Linked DNA regions of Mus musculus: all the other regions are linked to region 3. Evidence: chromatin contacts called from public Hi-C, HiChIP or PLAC-seq and promoter capture Hi-C data. All regions are on one chromosome and are shown on one strand. The core of a region is the stretch at or near the end of the contact, and the rest is flanking DNA. Distances in the headings are between cores, read along the strand shown. Region 1 overlaps Morc1 (microrchidia 1). Region 2 holds the start of Dppa4 (developmental pluripotency associated 4). Region 3 holds the start of Nectin3 (nectin cell adhesion molecule 3). Region 4 overlaps Dppa2 (developmental pluripotency associated 2). Region 5 has its middle 40 kb from the start of Gm5485.

Region 1 (2,700 bases), core at 179-2,678, 2.0 Mb before region 3:
GCTACCTATTGTGTGTCCAAGTTCCAGAGGGCCAGGAGGAAAATAGGACTTTTATTGTAAGTCATTATCCCAGTTTCATTTCTGTAACTGTGAAAAACATCACGACAAAAAGCAACTTAGCAAAGATAGGAGTGTTTGGCTTATAGTCTCAGGTCAGTTTATTGCTTCCAAGAAGTCATGGCAGGGACTTAAAGCTTCACATCCACTGTCAAGATCCGAGTGAGAATATAACATGGGAATCCTTGCCTACTTCCTCTCATCTTGCTTCTTCCTTTCTCATAGACTTCAGGACTCTCTGCCTAGGGGATAGTGCTGCCCACAATGAGCCCAGCCTTCCTCTATCAACTAACAATCAAGCCTGTCCACCACATGTACATATGCCATACCATGTACATAGGCCAGCCAGATATAATTTCTAATTAAAACTCATTTCCTAGGTGACTGTAGTGTGTGACAAGTTGGCAATTAAAACTGACCAGTTGCAGTCCTGCTCTTTGCATAATCTAGATGTAGTGACTCAAGTTTTCAGTTAAATGAAAGGTTTCTATTGGTATTGGGAACTACCAGAAGCTAGCCATTGGTCAAGCTGATGAGTCAGCTCTTCTGAGGATTGATGCAGGTTTACTTCTTCTCTACTCCTGTCTTTTCTCAAGTTCCTGTTTGTGACAAACATTACAGAACTAGCTCTAATTTCTGAAGTCTGAGGTATAAAGAAAACAGGGCTAAATACACAATGCAAACGGTCTTGTTCTAGGCAAATTAATGTTGTAGCCTCATCTCTTTCCAGCTTGGATAAGCCAACTACTCTCAGTTCTCAAATATGGCTCACACCATCTCATCTCCCAACCACGGGATGTCACTCTTGTTTACTCTTGACTAGTTCTTTTAGACCTCTCTGGATGCACCCTTGAAATCTCACTTCTGTTGAAGTACTTCCCCACCTCCAGAGTGCTAGAGCCTGTGTGAGTCCCTCCTTCTTTACTTCCTGTCCCTGTGACTGTCTATACCTCTGTAATTTTCTCTCCATCAGGTTGTAAATTCCATGCAGTTAGTGACCTCATCCATTAAATAACTGGTTCTTGTGTGAATGAAGGATCATTCACAGCTTCTCTTGCCTAGTTTAGAACAAGCAGCAGAGCATTCCTCCTGTGGTGAGGTCTTTTCATGGAAGATCATCTTCAGTGTTGATGCTATCCAATTGTAAATAAAGCTGTGCACTTGAGGGGCTGACAAAGAAACACCCTGTAGTCAGGATATCTTTAGAAGACAAAGGACTGTCTGCAACTCTCCCTCTGTAAGGACCCTCTTTGCATAAATTCTTCAAGGGCTTTTCTTGTCTCATTTCTACACAAACATCCTTTCTGCCTCTGTGTGCTTTGCCAGGGGAGTTCGTATCTCTATCACTGTGTGGTTTCCTTTTTCATTTTCTATTTAATTAGCTCTGATAAGAAGAAACTGAAGCAAGCCACTCTCCCCATCTCCAGCCCTCCCCACTCAGAGGCACGTGACAAGCAGACGTAAAGAAAAGGCTACTTTAAGGCTGAACCTGCTGCTTGCAGAGTCTGGGGAATATGGTGTAGGAGAAGCAGATTAGAATCAGTGTCCTTTTCTCTGCTTAGACTTGAGAATTCTTAGAAGTCTGCCTGCAATTTGGTTTCCACGGTCTGCTGTGCCATCTGTGCAGTTGTCTTTACCTGACCTGTCCATATTCTTCTATTTCTGGGGCTGTTCCATGTACACCTTAGATGCATGTGGACTGACATAGTGGTCGCACAATAAATAATAATAATAATAATAATAATAGTAATAATAGAACAGGGAAGGACAGTGAGAGCAAGCCACCACAGCCAAGTCTTGCCCTTATCTTCAGATTCAGATCCCTGGGGGTTGGAGTTTAGGAGCATGAATCCCTCAGATTCCTTCCCTCTATGAAGTTTGGAAGTCACAGCTTGGTAGACATAGCTGGCAGAGGTTATGTAGGAAGAGAATCACAAGAAAGGGGGACATACTCATAGGTGTTTGGGAATAGAACACTATCTGAGAAAGCTAACTCCTGTGTATAGGCACAAAGGAACCCAGACAACAGACTCCCATCCAAGCCGTCAACTGAGCTATTCTTGTGGTATAGTATGAATGTCCCACAAAAATCCATGTTAAAACTTAAAGTCCACTGGTGACAACCCCATGGGAACTATAAGAGAAAACTATGTCATTAAATCCATTCATATATTCATACACTAATGGCTTAATAGGTTAGTGGTTATCTCCTGTGCAGGTCTTTTATAAAAATACTTTTGTCTCTGTCTCTCTCACTGTGTGGTCCTCTCAGCTTTGTCTGATTGGGGTGTCATCAGATGGTTTGGGGCACAGTAGAAAGATTCCAACAGAAAGAAGACCTTTATCAGATATAAGCCCATGGTCTTAGATTGCTCAGCTTCCAAATCATGAGTTAAGTAATCCTAGTCTCAATAAATAACCCATCTGTATGTATTCTAGTATAGCAAAAGAAAAATAGGCTAAGGTACCTTATATAGTCTATGGCTAGGTCTTGGGCTCTGAATTCCAGGTACAACATTAAGCTAAGTCTTTTTATAGTGCCTCAGAGGTGTTATATGTTATATATAAAATAGTTATATATGACAACCAAAATTGTGTTCCCATAAAACAGATGAGTTGTTATACGTGACATTAACGAAGTCT
Region 2 (2,700 bases), core at 61-2,560, 1.8 Mb before region 3:
AAATCCCTAAGCACAGAAAGAAACACACACACACACACACACCAAAAAAAAAAAAAAAAAACCTAACAAATATTAAGCCTCTTCCAGCATATACACGACTAAACACACTCCTTGCCTCATTTAATCTTTATATAACTTCAGAACCACTACTGTATTTTCAACATGGAGGGCCAAAAGTTAAAAGCTTATTAAAGCCAGGTGGTCATGGCACATGCCTTTATCCCAGCACTCGGGAGGCAGAGGAAGGCGAATCTCTTCAGTTCCTGGCTAGCCTGGTCTACAAGAGTGAGTTACAGGACAGCCAGGGCTACAGAGAAACCTTGTTTCAGAAAGAAAAGAGAGGGTGGCACCCGGGAGGCAAACCAACCTGGTTTACAGAGCGAGTCCCGGGTACCCAGGACTACAGAGAAACAAAACAATAACTCACTAAATAAATAAGTAAAACCACCAGGTCACTTAGCTCCAAAACCTAGGTCTTTTCCACCCCCCCCCTCCTCCACCCCCGCAATTGTGGAAGTGACAATTTAGCATTTCCTGTTACTTGACACCTCAGTTCTCTCCCATCACAATAGGGACCGGCTTCCCAAGGACTAAGATTTACTTTTGCACAACCTCTTTATAAAGGATTCACTTTAGGACTTAACAAAATTCTTACAATAAAGAAAGATGAAAATGGCTGGCGGTTTCTTGGGGAGGAGTCCAGGAAAGTGCTCAGCATCCTATCCTGGCTACTACAGTTAGGAACCAGCAGGTCTGCCATGTCAAAATTCATAGATTCTGAGGGCCTATGGATAAATTAAGGGGCCTGGAAGCCCTGTAGCAGGCACTTTTGGGTTAAGCCCTCGGGTCCTCTCAGGTTAACTGGGGACTCCTTCCGAGGCTACCCAAAGCCTCAGTTTATACCCTGTTTTATCCCGGGACCAGCTACGGGATTCTAAATTCCTTCCTAACAAAGCATTCCTTCCAAAACACACCCTCCTCTCCTAACACATCTACACCCGGGCCCCAGGGTCTCGCGCAAGGCCACTTCGAGCGGGCCCGCCAAGCCACACACCTGCCTTTAAATAATAATTTTTTTTAAAAAAACAATTAAGGTTGTAACAAATTGTAACGCTCATTCTTCTCTTCTCCAAACAATGGCTGGCTATACTCAAAAATGAGGGGCCCTCATTTGGAAAGCCAAATTGTAAAAACAGTTCTCACCTTCTTGTCTCCAGCAGTCTCCATCTTGAGAATAGATGAATCCTCCGAAAGAAAGTTCTCCCAGCTTCCAAAAGACCTCTGACCTCAGCCGGCTTTTCAAAATCTCCTCCTACTTCCTGTTGTCTTGAGGCCCTCTTCCGTTCCCCTCCCCTTCTGGTCCCACCCTCAACAAAATTGTGATGCTAAAATCTCCTTTTGTGGCTGATTTTAATAAAATCCCCTTTTGTGTGGTTTAATTATTAGGCTTGTTTCCTCGAATTTTTTTTTGTTTGTTTTGTTTTGTTTTGTTTTTGAGGCAGAGTTTATCATTTCTTTGCCTGGCCAGAAATGCGCTTTGTATATTGTACTGTCTCAACCTCCGGAATACTGCGATTTAGAGGTGTGAGCTGCTACCCCCTGCTCCTGGCAACTGTAGATCTGGGATATTTAAAACTGTAATTATTGCTGGGCGTGGCAGCACACACCTTTAATCCCAGCATTAGAGATGCAGAGGCAGGTGGATCTCTCTGAGCTCCTGGTCAGCCTAGTCTACATAGTGAGACTCTATCTTAGAAAAAAGAAAAAAAAAAAAAAAAGGGAAGGAAGGAAGGAAGGAAGGAAGGAAGAAAGAAAGAAAGAAAGAAAGAAAGAAAGAAAGAAAGAAAGAAAGAAAGAAAGAAAGAAAGAAAGAAAGAAAGAAAGAACCTAAATATTGCTAAGGGAAAGTGAAGTTCCTAGAGAATTCTGAAAAGACTGCAAATTTATCTAATGGAATTAGCATCCTGAACAGGAATGAAAACAACCCAGTTGCTCCAGAAATCCTTTTCCATGAGATGGCAGGGGGTGGGGGTTGCATTGTTTTGGTGGTTTCAGGGCTCACCCTGGGCTTTGTTTCTGTGCACCAATCAATCTACCACTGAGCTACAATCCCAGCCCATAAAATTACAACTCTTTTAATTCTTCCCCATCCAACCCTCCTTTTTTGAAGTCTCCACGGACCTGCAGCATACTGAGGTCTTCCTGTCTCATCCTCCTGACTGCTAGGATTCAAGGTGTACCCCACCACACCTGGCCAGGGCTTGAATTTCTGATCTTCTAGCTTCCCCAGGGCTGGAATTCAGGCCACCGAGCCTGGTTCAAAACTGTAACTTTCTATCTGCCAACTGTTTTTTTTTTTTTTTTTAAAGATTTATTTATTTATTATATGGAAGTACATTGTAGCTGTCTTCAGACACTCCAGAAGGGGGAGTCAGATCTCGTTATGGATGGTTGTGAGCCACCATGTGGTTGCTGGGATTTGAACTCTGGACCTTTGGAAGAGCAGTCGGGTGCTCTTACCCACTGAGCCATCTCACCAGCCCTTTTTTTTTTTTTTTTTTTTCTGCCAACTGTTAAAAGGTTTTGTCGTTGCTAGTTGGTTGGTATTTGATAACAGGGTTTCTCTGTGTAGCCTGCTGTCCTGGACCAGGCTGGCCTCGAACTCACAGAGCTCCTCCTGCCTCTCTGCCTTCTGAGTGC
Region 3 (2,700 bases), core at 58-2,557:
TCTGGGTGGCTGTTATTCTTATTGGAGCACATCTTTAGCTATCTGGTGGGGATGGTAGGACAACATAAAATTAATGGTGTCCGGCCTCCGGACGGTGTCCTCCGCTTCCACCGCCTCCGCAGATAGCCCAAACTGTTCATCCATCTCCTTCCCCCTACGGTAACTGGGGCTTCAAGGTCAAGTCACTCCGGCTGTGCGTGGCGGATAGAGGAGGAGGGAAGGGCAGACAAGCTTTGGGGGTTTGAGGGAGGGTTATGGTGAATCACAGATGCTCCTCTTAAGGGTAAATGTTTAATACTTCCCGAGGTCACTTTTCTGAGAATAACTCAAAGAGAGACACGCGAGAAAATAAAATTACAAGTGCGAACATGCGAACGATCAAAGAGAAAACAAGACCACACTCGAAGACCTCGCATGGGAGATCCATGGCCTCCTGTTGCCGGTCGCCCGGCGCAGAAAGTGGACAAACGGGCAGCCCAAGAGAAGCAAGAGCTAGAGAGCAAACCTTTCGGAGGGCCCCCTCCTGTCCTCCGGCAGCTCCGCTGACCCTTCCAACAAGCCTCCCTCCCGGTGTAAAAAGCAGGCTAAACGCCTGGGCCAACACCGGTCCCGGACAGAGGAGAACCGGGATGCTCCTGGGGAGGAGGGAGGAGTGGAGAATCTCCTTTCAGTCCCTACGCCTGGGTGAGGAGGGAGAAGGCTGGTCCAGCCCCGCGGTATCCAGCTTCCCAAATTAGGCAACCCCCCGCTCCGACCCGCGGAGAGCCGGTACCCTCATCTTGCCTTCCCCTCACCCCCCTGGTTATCCCTGGTCCCGCTAGGGGAACCTCGCCACTCTGGAGGAGAAAAAGGCAGGACTAGGAGTCCCGCAGCCCTCCGCCTCGGAGCGCCTCTGTGTGCCCCGGCGGCCCCAGCCCCGCGAGGGGCGGAGTGGGCGAGACCATCTCCAGCGCTGGCGAGGGGGGGAGACGAGGCGGGGCCAAGGGGCGGGGCCGCCTTGCCTGGTCCAGATTGCTTAGCCTCGGGAGAAGCCCGGTTTTCCAAGTGGATGAAGTTTTTTTTTTTTTTCTTTTGGAAGTGGGAGGAGCGTGTGGGGAGAGAGGGTGGGAGGAGACTCGGCGGGCGGCTCGGCCGGCGTCCAGGCAGCCCGGCGGCAGGGAGGGCGGGCTCGTCCCGGTAGTGAGGGTCGGCGGCTCCCCCTCCCGCAGGGCGGGGTGGTGCGTTCCGAGTTCCCAGGAGTTCGCGGCGGGCGGGGACCGCGGGGAGGGGAGTGGCGGCGGCGGGCGGCTCCCGCTTCAGCCTCGGCAGTGGCATCGGCGACGGCGGAGTCGAGGCAGCCGCGAGCGCTCGGCCGAGTGGCGGCGGGCGGCGACGGCGCAGGAGCCGGGGGTTGAGGACACGCGCGCTGGCCCTTCCGCGCCGCGGCCGCCGCCGCCGCCGCCACCCAGAGCCTGAGGCGCCGGGGCGCGGGCGAGCGGGTGGGCCGGGGCAAGGCGGGCATGGCGCGGACCCCGGGCCCGGCCCCGTTGTGTCCTGGAGGCGGCAAAGCACAACTTTCCTCGGCGTTTCCTCCCGCGGCCGGACTGCTGCTGCCGGCCCCGACGCCGCCGCCGCTGCTGCTGCTGCTTATTCCCCTGCTTCTCTTCTCCCGGCTCTGTGGTAGGTGAAGCGGGCGAGCGAGGGGTTGAGCAGGGCGGGCGCGGGCGGCGAGGCTAGCCGAGGCGGTTGTGCCGGGCGGTTGGCTGCGCGAGCGGCCGCCGCGGACTTTGCCTGGAAACTTTTCGCCGCGCCCCGGGCGAGGCCCGGGAAGGGCAGGGAGAGCGAACAGGGCGCCGACCGCTGGCTTCCCGCCCCCCGAGGCCGCGCGGGTCGTCGCGCTGGGCCCCCAGGGCTGGCGGTGGAGCTCGGTGCGCGGAGCCCCGCGTGCCCCGGGAACCGTTACTTCCGAGCTGATGCGCCGAAGCGGAGAGCGCGGACTTCTAGGCTGAGGTTAGGATGCCTGAGTGCATGTTGCCGCCTCCTCCTTTCTCTCCGATGAAACTTGAGCTGCAAGTCCGGAAACCCTGTGGACACTAGCCCAGCGCACTGTAGCCTTCGGGTCCACGCCTCCTGGCCTCCGGGAGAAGGCACCATCTTAAAAACCCACTCTGCGCCTGCATCCCCCTTCCAGCACGATTTGTGCCCTGGTAACCTTTGGATCTTTGGGTTGATCCCAGATGGTACCCTCACGCCGCCTTCCAGTTTTTGGACGTCCTTCACGCAGCCCCTGGTTATTTTAGAAGAAAACCTTGTTCTCGGGGACGCAAGATTTACCTTTTGAATACATATTGCACCTACTGTTCCCTGGCTGTTAAAACAAGTAGCCCCGGGTTTCTCCAGTGTGCCTCTTTTATTCCAGATTTAGGAGCTAATCTCTTTGTAAGTTCCGTTCCCGGAATCTGAGACTAGTTTTAGAGACCTACTTTTTTTTTTTAAGGAAGATGAAAATGAAATGATATATTTACTTTTCATGCTAGAGAAGTGGACGTGGTAATCAGTGGACAGCATTGATTTGGTGAAATAAAGCTACCAGTCAGTCTTAGGCTATTGAATGTCTGGGTAATATCAAAATGCCGCAAGGTGTTGTTCATTTAAGGATTGCTGACGGGAAAGATGGAGGAATACAACTTAGATTTAGATTTTTTTCAGACAATGGTTATC
Region 4 (2,700 bases), core at 54-2,553, 1.8 Mb before region 3:
TATTTTTATTCCCACCTGGGAAACACCAATGTCCCTAAAGTCCATGTAGGCACTTTCTGTAAATTCTGACTCTGTGAGTTGTTTGAAGGGGATTTTATTTTGTTATCATATATTTTCCTCCAAATTGTTCTTTGGACCCTGAGAAGGAAATAGTTTAAATGGCAAAAGAGACTTGGAAGATCTGATTAAAGCTCTTGATTTTTGTTTCATTTTTCCAAGCAGGGTTTCTCTGTAGCACAGGCTATCCTGAAATGAACTCTATAGACCTGATTGGCTCTACAACTCAGATGTGCCTGTCTCTGATCCCCAAGTTCTGGGATTAAAAGCATGTGCCACCAGGCTCAGCAAATTGAAGCTTTTGAAAGGGAAAAAATGACCTTAGATTATCTGGGCAGTGGTGGCCCATGCCTTTAATCCCAGCACTTGGGAGGCAGAGGCAGGCGGATTTCTGAGTTCGATGCCAGCCTGGTCTACAGAGTGAGTTCCAGGACAGCCAGGGCTACACAGAGAAACCCTGTCTCGGAAAACAAAAAGATTATCTGGTATAACCAATGCTGTCACAGGTTCCTGATTTAGAGCGGGTGGGGGGAGGGAGGATGTTGGCAAGAATCAAGGCAAGATTGAAGGAAGAAGAATCCATCGCACTGAAAGAACCGCAAAGGTTAACAATGTAACAATGTTTCAGTTTGCATGGAGAGGGAGACAGGTGTCTGGGCTGCAATTCTAAACTAAGAGGCAGACTGAACCTTAAATAACTATGGCCTCCTACCTCCTTTTAATGTCAAAATGACTTTTTTTTTATGTAGACAGCATTATGCCTGCAATGTATGCCTGCAGGCCAGAAGAGGGCACTAGATCTCATCACAGATGGTTGTAAGCCACCATGTGGTTGCTGGGTATTGAATTCAAGACCTCTGAAAGAGCAACCAGTGGTGGGTTATGGTTTTGTTTGCTTGTTTTTTGTACTTTGTAGACCAGGCTGGCCTCGAACTTAGAAATCCGCCTGCCTCTGCCTCCTGAGTGCTGGGATTAAAGGCGTGCGCCACCACGCCCGGCTTCCTTTTTTATTAGGTATTTTCTTCATTTACATTTCCAATGCTATCCCAAAAGTCCCCCTCCTCCTTCCTTTCTTTGGTTCCTCTCTCCATTCTTTTTGTTGTTGAGGCAGCCTAGCCACAAAATCCTAAAATGACTATTTAGTCTAATCTGGCCTCAATTTGCCACTTGCCATACGTAAGGCTGGCCTTGTGCTCCCATTACCCTCTGGCTTCTGAGCACCCCTGTGTTCTCAGTGCATGTTACTCTGCATGAGAGCACAGAGGGGGCTGAGGTAGAATTAGTTCCAAGGCTAGCCTGGACTACAGCAGAAATCCGAGCTCAATCTGGGTCAGCTCAAAAAAACAGACTGGAAGATGCCCAATATATCAAGTGCTGGAGTCGCTATAGAAAACCTTAGGGTCATTCCATAAAAGGTGAAATGGTGGTACCTATTACCCATGCCAGCACTAGAATAGTAGGAAGGGGGGGCTCAGAAGTTCCAAGTTATCCTCAGCTACAAGGAAAGTTTGAAGGCACTCAGAGCTAAGGAAGACTTGGTTTAATCCTAACAATATATCATGGTGCACTCCAGCAGTCTGGGTGTAGTGGCACACCTTATATCTGGTGATCTGAGAAGCAGAGGCAAGATCAAGAGTTTGGTATTGACCTAGGTTACACATCCTGAAGACAAGCCCGAGACACATCCGTCTCAAACCTGTGTGCGAGACTGAACAGACAGAGGCATGTTTGTGAATTTGGGGGACCAGCCGGGGCTCCCCAGAGTCTCTATCCTCACCATCAATTTACAGCTGGGAATGTAGCTCTGTAAAGTATGTGACCTGCTAGTATGCCTACAGCCCTGGGTTGAATGTCCAGCATTGTACGCTGTGGTACACTTCAGCACTTAGGAAATGAAGGCCCAAGGATCAACCAAGCCCATAAACATGCAGTCAAGGAGAGATGAGGAGTCTGTGGGAGCCATGCTCTTCCTGGGGAGCTACTACTGCCAGTTGATGACTGCTGGAGCACGGAGAGCCATCAGCAGTCAGTTCAGCTGCAGGCGAGTGAGCTGCCTGTACACTGGTAAATACACTGTATTCATGTCTGTGTGAGTGGCCCCAAAGGCCAAATTGGTAGGGCTACAGGCACAATAAGAGAAGACAGGGATGGTGAGTGTGATCGGAGTGGGAAATGTCAAGTAATAACACTTTAAAAAAATTAAAATACTCAAGACCAGCCTGTGCTGCAAAAGACCCTGTCTTGGATATATAAAAACCAACCAGATATCCATATGTAATAGCATCAATTCATAAGGCACATCTTGGACAATGGAATCTCAACATTAAGAAAAATCAATCGAGGACATGGATATTTCTCACAGGCATATTGCTAGGTAAAAGCCAATCTGAACGGTAGCATACTATATGATTTCAAATGTATGGCACTCTATAAACACTTGTCAACACCCAGGTTGTTTAGCACAAGCAATGAACTCTATACTAGTCAAACATACATCAGTACTGGCTAAGTGGTATTGTACAGGCATGTAAAACCCAACACGTGTCTGGTCTACCTAGAATTTCCAGGTCCACTGGAGTTGCTACATGATAAAGCCATACTCAAAAAAAATTATATATATTTTTAAAAAAAGTACTTTCTGCT
Region 5 (2,700 bases), core at 145-2,644, 1.9 Mb before region 3:
GTGTGACCCTCACTCATGAAGCAGCCTGGATGCTCAACAAGATGCCAGTACCCCTGAGGAATCTCTATTCTGAGAGCCAACCACCATGCCCAACTTGGGCTAACAACTCTCCACTCTGCGGAGCACTTGTGCTCTTCCCCGTAGGTGGGACCACCTGGCCACTGAAAGCAGCCATTAAAGACCCAGAGCCAGCCATGATACCCGCAGAGTTGGCTAATGGAAATGGAGATTGTTCAAAAGGGAGCACCTCCTGGGATGCAGAGCTCTGTGGATCCCTCTCAGGCACAGGATGAAGCATTATCACCATCCTTTCCTCCTGCTGAGTCAGGTTCGGATTACACTCCAGGTCACTATGGGAACCTGGCAGAAATGAGTGTCTGGCTCTTTGTATCAGTCTTAGCTTCTTTAGCTCACATCTATCCTTCGGTGATGGCTCTTGTGGAAGAAAAAAAAAATGGATCAGGAAGGAAGGACAAAGGGAAGGAAGGAAGGAAGGAAGGAAGGAAGGAAGGAAGGAAGGAAGGAAGGAAGGAAGGAAGATCGCAAACAGGCAATTTCTTGTTGAAGGCAATGTAATCCACTAAAGGCAATGAAGACACTGATACTCTTCTTGAGGCAATTTAACAGTGCAGTAACCAGTCCCTTAGAACTGATATCTTCATCCTATGCCAAGGAAGTAGACACACTTTAAATGTGGTTTATATGTGGCTATTCCTTATGGAATGATCTAACATAAAAACAAAATGGGGAAAAAAATAACATCCAACAATTAAAGAATAGCCACACGAATTCTGCTATAGTCATGCACAGTGATGTTACTTACTCATCAAAAGTGTTTAATATTTGATATTGTGATGTTAAGAAATAAAGCCCACAGAGGAAACAATATAGAGGGTGTAGTTAAGGCATTTCTGCATACAGAGCACTTAACAAACAGAGACTTAACAAAATAAATAGTAGTTTTCCTTATGGTGTGCAGGATAGTAGGTGATCGTCTTAATTTTCTAGCTGTGTGTACAAAACTTATACCAAGACTATATCCTTATTTTGTCTGTAAATAAATACATGTATAATTAGAAAGAATAGGAGGCAAACCAAAAGCAGAAGGGTAAATTGTAAATTATAATCAAATCTCTTACAGATACATTAATTCAGATTTATGTTACAATCTGTTCTGCCTACCCACACAATCCTTGCCTTTTCCCTCCCCCAAATCACCACCACCATCCCTAGCTTGTGGACATTAAGGACGTGGAAGCATCTTTTATATTTGCCATAAGGCAAGCTGGTTGGAACGGACGAGGAACAAACCATCTTTCCTCATGAGTGTCAAACTGTTCTGAGCAAGGCCCCTGTCCTATCCAGCCTACTATGACAAAGTATGGCAAGGCCAACTGGGGGCAGCTAAGGCTGACAGCTGGTGCCCTGGGCTATGTCAGCCTTGCTGAGTGGCCAGGCAACTTAAAAAGACAACAGGAAACAGATGGCCAGCCTGGTCTCCTCTTTGGCTAGTCTATGAGGACCATCTGGAGGAAAGAAAATCGGTCCGCTGCCTGGTGACGAAGGTGCTGTGGTAAAGCCCAGTCCTCACATTTTGCAGTGTGTAATGCCCAGGGAGAAAGTGAGGGAGATCTTTGGGAATTAATGAGAAACAAAGACTAGTGTCACAGCTCATGCCACACAAGGAGCCATTACTAAAGGGCACAGTGTTCTTGAGCCAGGACCCCACAGAATTCCAAAACCCTTGAGACTTATGGTCCTGCGAATGCTGCCCAGAGATGCTTTCAGTCAGGGCTTCAGACTAGAATTCCCATCTTTTACTCTGCTTGTAGGTCAACTTCTCCAGCATTGTTCCATGTCTCTGAGTTGACCCGACCATCAGTCAATTCTGCTGGGATGTCCTCTCTGCTTGTACCACATGTCTTTGCATAACTTTAATTTTGTAACTAAAATGCTGGCTTGTTCAAATGGAGGTAATAAACCCCAGTCCTTTCAGTGTGGCTTGGGGTCTTGGTCCTGAGAGTTAAAACTGTCATGAAGGCTGTTCCCATGTGAAGACAAATGGAAAATGACAGGGAAATCGAAATGAGAGACTGCAGCCCCTTCTGAATGCTCTCTGCATTCTGTTTTATTCCTGCAGCCCAGTAACTTGGGAATCTATAGGCAGTTGTTAATGGTTACTAGAGGAAGGAGAGACATTTTCTTCAGTGGTGTAGCTATGGTAATATTCCCACGCTCCTGAAATCACAGCTGTATCCATGCTCCAGTAAGTAATTCTAATGAAATTCATGGCGTCATCAAGAAGAGACAGGAAAGCAGAAGAGAGATTTAGAAAGAGGAAAGGGATCAGTGTGGGTAGCAGGGAGATGAAAATGATCGGGATTCATTACATACATGTATGAGTATGTTATAATGAAGTCCATCATTACCTAATAATATATAGTTTATATATGCTGTTAACATAAACAATGGGCTGACATTATTACTCAGTGGTAGAAGGCTTGTCTAGCATGTGTGAGGTCCAGCACTGAAAAAACAAAAAATAAAAAGAGTGCAAGAGGGCTGGAGATGTGGCTTAGTGGTTAAGAGAACCAAATGCTCTTCCAGAGGTCCTGAGTTCGATTCCCAGCAACCACATGGTGGCTCACAACCATCTGTAATGGATGCCCTCTTCTGGTGCGTCTGAAGACAGTGAACTCA

The links. Promoter capture Hi-C pulls out the DNA fragments that hold promoters and counts their contacts. A called contact is a pair of places that touch in the nucleus more often than the background predicts. HiChIP or PLAC-seq counts read pairs in DNA pulled down with a chosen protein or histone mark.
Region 1: a contact with region 3 is called in a promoter capture Hi-C map of stem cell-derived epiblast-like cells, with 6 times the contacts expected there. The contact joins the enhancer-like site here to the promoter of Nectin3 in region 3. A contact is called at or near these places in 2 of 39 promoter capture datasets (hippocampal neurons and stem cell-derived epiblast-like cells), 2 of 115 datasets of contacts at active chromatin or transcription factors (embryonic forebrain and embryonic stem cells) and 1 of 9 other capture datasets (embryonic stem cells).
Region 2: a promoter capture Hi-C map of embryonic stem cells shows a contact between it and region 3, with 9 times the contacts expected there. The contact joins the promoter of Dppa4 here to the promoter of Nectin3 in region 3. A contact is called at or near these places in 11 of 39 promoter capture datasets (the 3T3-L1 cell line, the C10 cell line, cranial neural crest and 6 more), 1 of 484 Hi-C or Micro-C datasets (embryonic stem cells) and 7 of 115 datasets of contacts at active chromatin or transcription factors (embryonic forebrain, embryonic hindbrain, embryonic stem cells and 2 more).
Region 4: an H3K27ac HiChIP or PLAC-seq map of embryonic stem cells shows a contact between it and region 3, with 5 times the contacts expected there. The contact joins the enhancer-like site here to the promoter of Nectin3 in region 3. A contact is called at or near these places in 11 of 39 promoter capture datasets (the C10 cell line, cranial neural crest, embryonic stem cells and 6 more), 4 of 484 Hi-C or Micro-C datasets (cerebellum, cortical neurons, granulocyte-monocyte progenitors and 1 more), 7 of 115 datasets of contacts at active chromatin or transcription factors (astrocytes, embryonic forebrain, embryonic stem cells and 2 more) and 1 of 9 other capture datasets (embryonic stem cells).
Region 5: a contact with region 3 is called in a Hi-C map of cerebellum, with 4 times the contacts expected there. The contact joins the enhancer-like site here to the promoter of Nectin3 in region 3. A contact is called at or near these places in 9 of 39 promoter capture datasets (the 3T3-L1 cell line, 3T3-L1-derived adipocytes, the C10 cell line and 5 more), 5 of 484 Hi-C or Micro-C datasets (cerebellar granule neurons, cerebellum and cerebral cortex), 8 of 115 datasets of contacts at active chromatin or transcription factors (astrocytes, embryonic forebrain, embryonic hindbrain and 4 more) and 1 of 9 other capture datasets (adipose tissue).

What each region holds. Positions count from the first base shown.
Region 1 is chr16:48,473,854-48,476,553 of GRCm38.p6, reverse strand. All of the region lies in intron 8 of Morc1 (microrchidia 1), which reads right to left. Among named protein-coding and RNA genes, the nearest start is that of Morc1, 44 kb to the right of the region's middle. Within about 2 kb of position 1,428, at least 8 of the 459 cell types and tissues checked have an H3K27ac peak or open chromatin away from gene starts, as enhancers often do. A contact at or near this core is called in embryonic stem cells and stem cell-derived epiblast-like cells, where this site is marked.
Region 2 is chr16:48,282,345-48,285,044 of GRCm38.p6, reverse strand. It overlaps Dppa4 (developmental pluripotency associated 4), which reads right to left and starts at 1,310. Exons shown (of 7, transcript NM_028610.2): 1 at 1,204-1,310. The coding sequence starts at 1,227.
Region 3 is chr16:46,495,574-46,498,273 of GRCm38.p6, reverse strand. It overlaps Nectin3 (nectin cell adhesion molecule 3), which reads left to right and starts at 1,307. Exons shown (of 6, transcript NM_021495.4): 1 at 1,307-1,659. The coding sequence starts at 1,500.
Region 4 is chr16:48,319,139-48,321,838 of GRCm38.p6, reverse strand. Dppa2 (developmental pluripotency associated 2) reads right to left here. Exons shown (of 7, transcript NM_028615.1): 7 at 2,326-2,700. Among named protein-coding and RNA genes, the nearest start is that of Dppa2, 10 kb to the right of the region's middle. Within about 2 kb of position 1,303, at least 7 of the 459 cell types and tissues checked have an H3K27ac peak or open chromatin away from gene starts, as enhancers often do. A contact at or near this core is called in embryonic stem cells, where this site is marked.
Region 5 is chr16:48,371,410-48,374,109 of GRCm38.p6, reverse strand. No RefSeq gene overlaps it. Among named protein-coding and RNA genes, the nearest start is that of Gm5485, 40 kb to the left of the region's middle. Within about 2 kb of position 1,394, at least 9 of the 459 cell types and tissues checked have an H3K27ac peak or open chromatin away from gene starts, as enhancers often do. A contact at or near this core is called in cerebellar granule neurons and cerebellum, where this site is marked.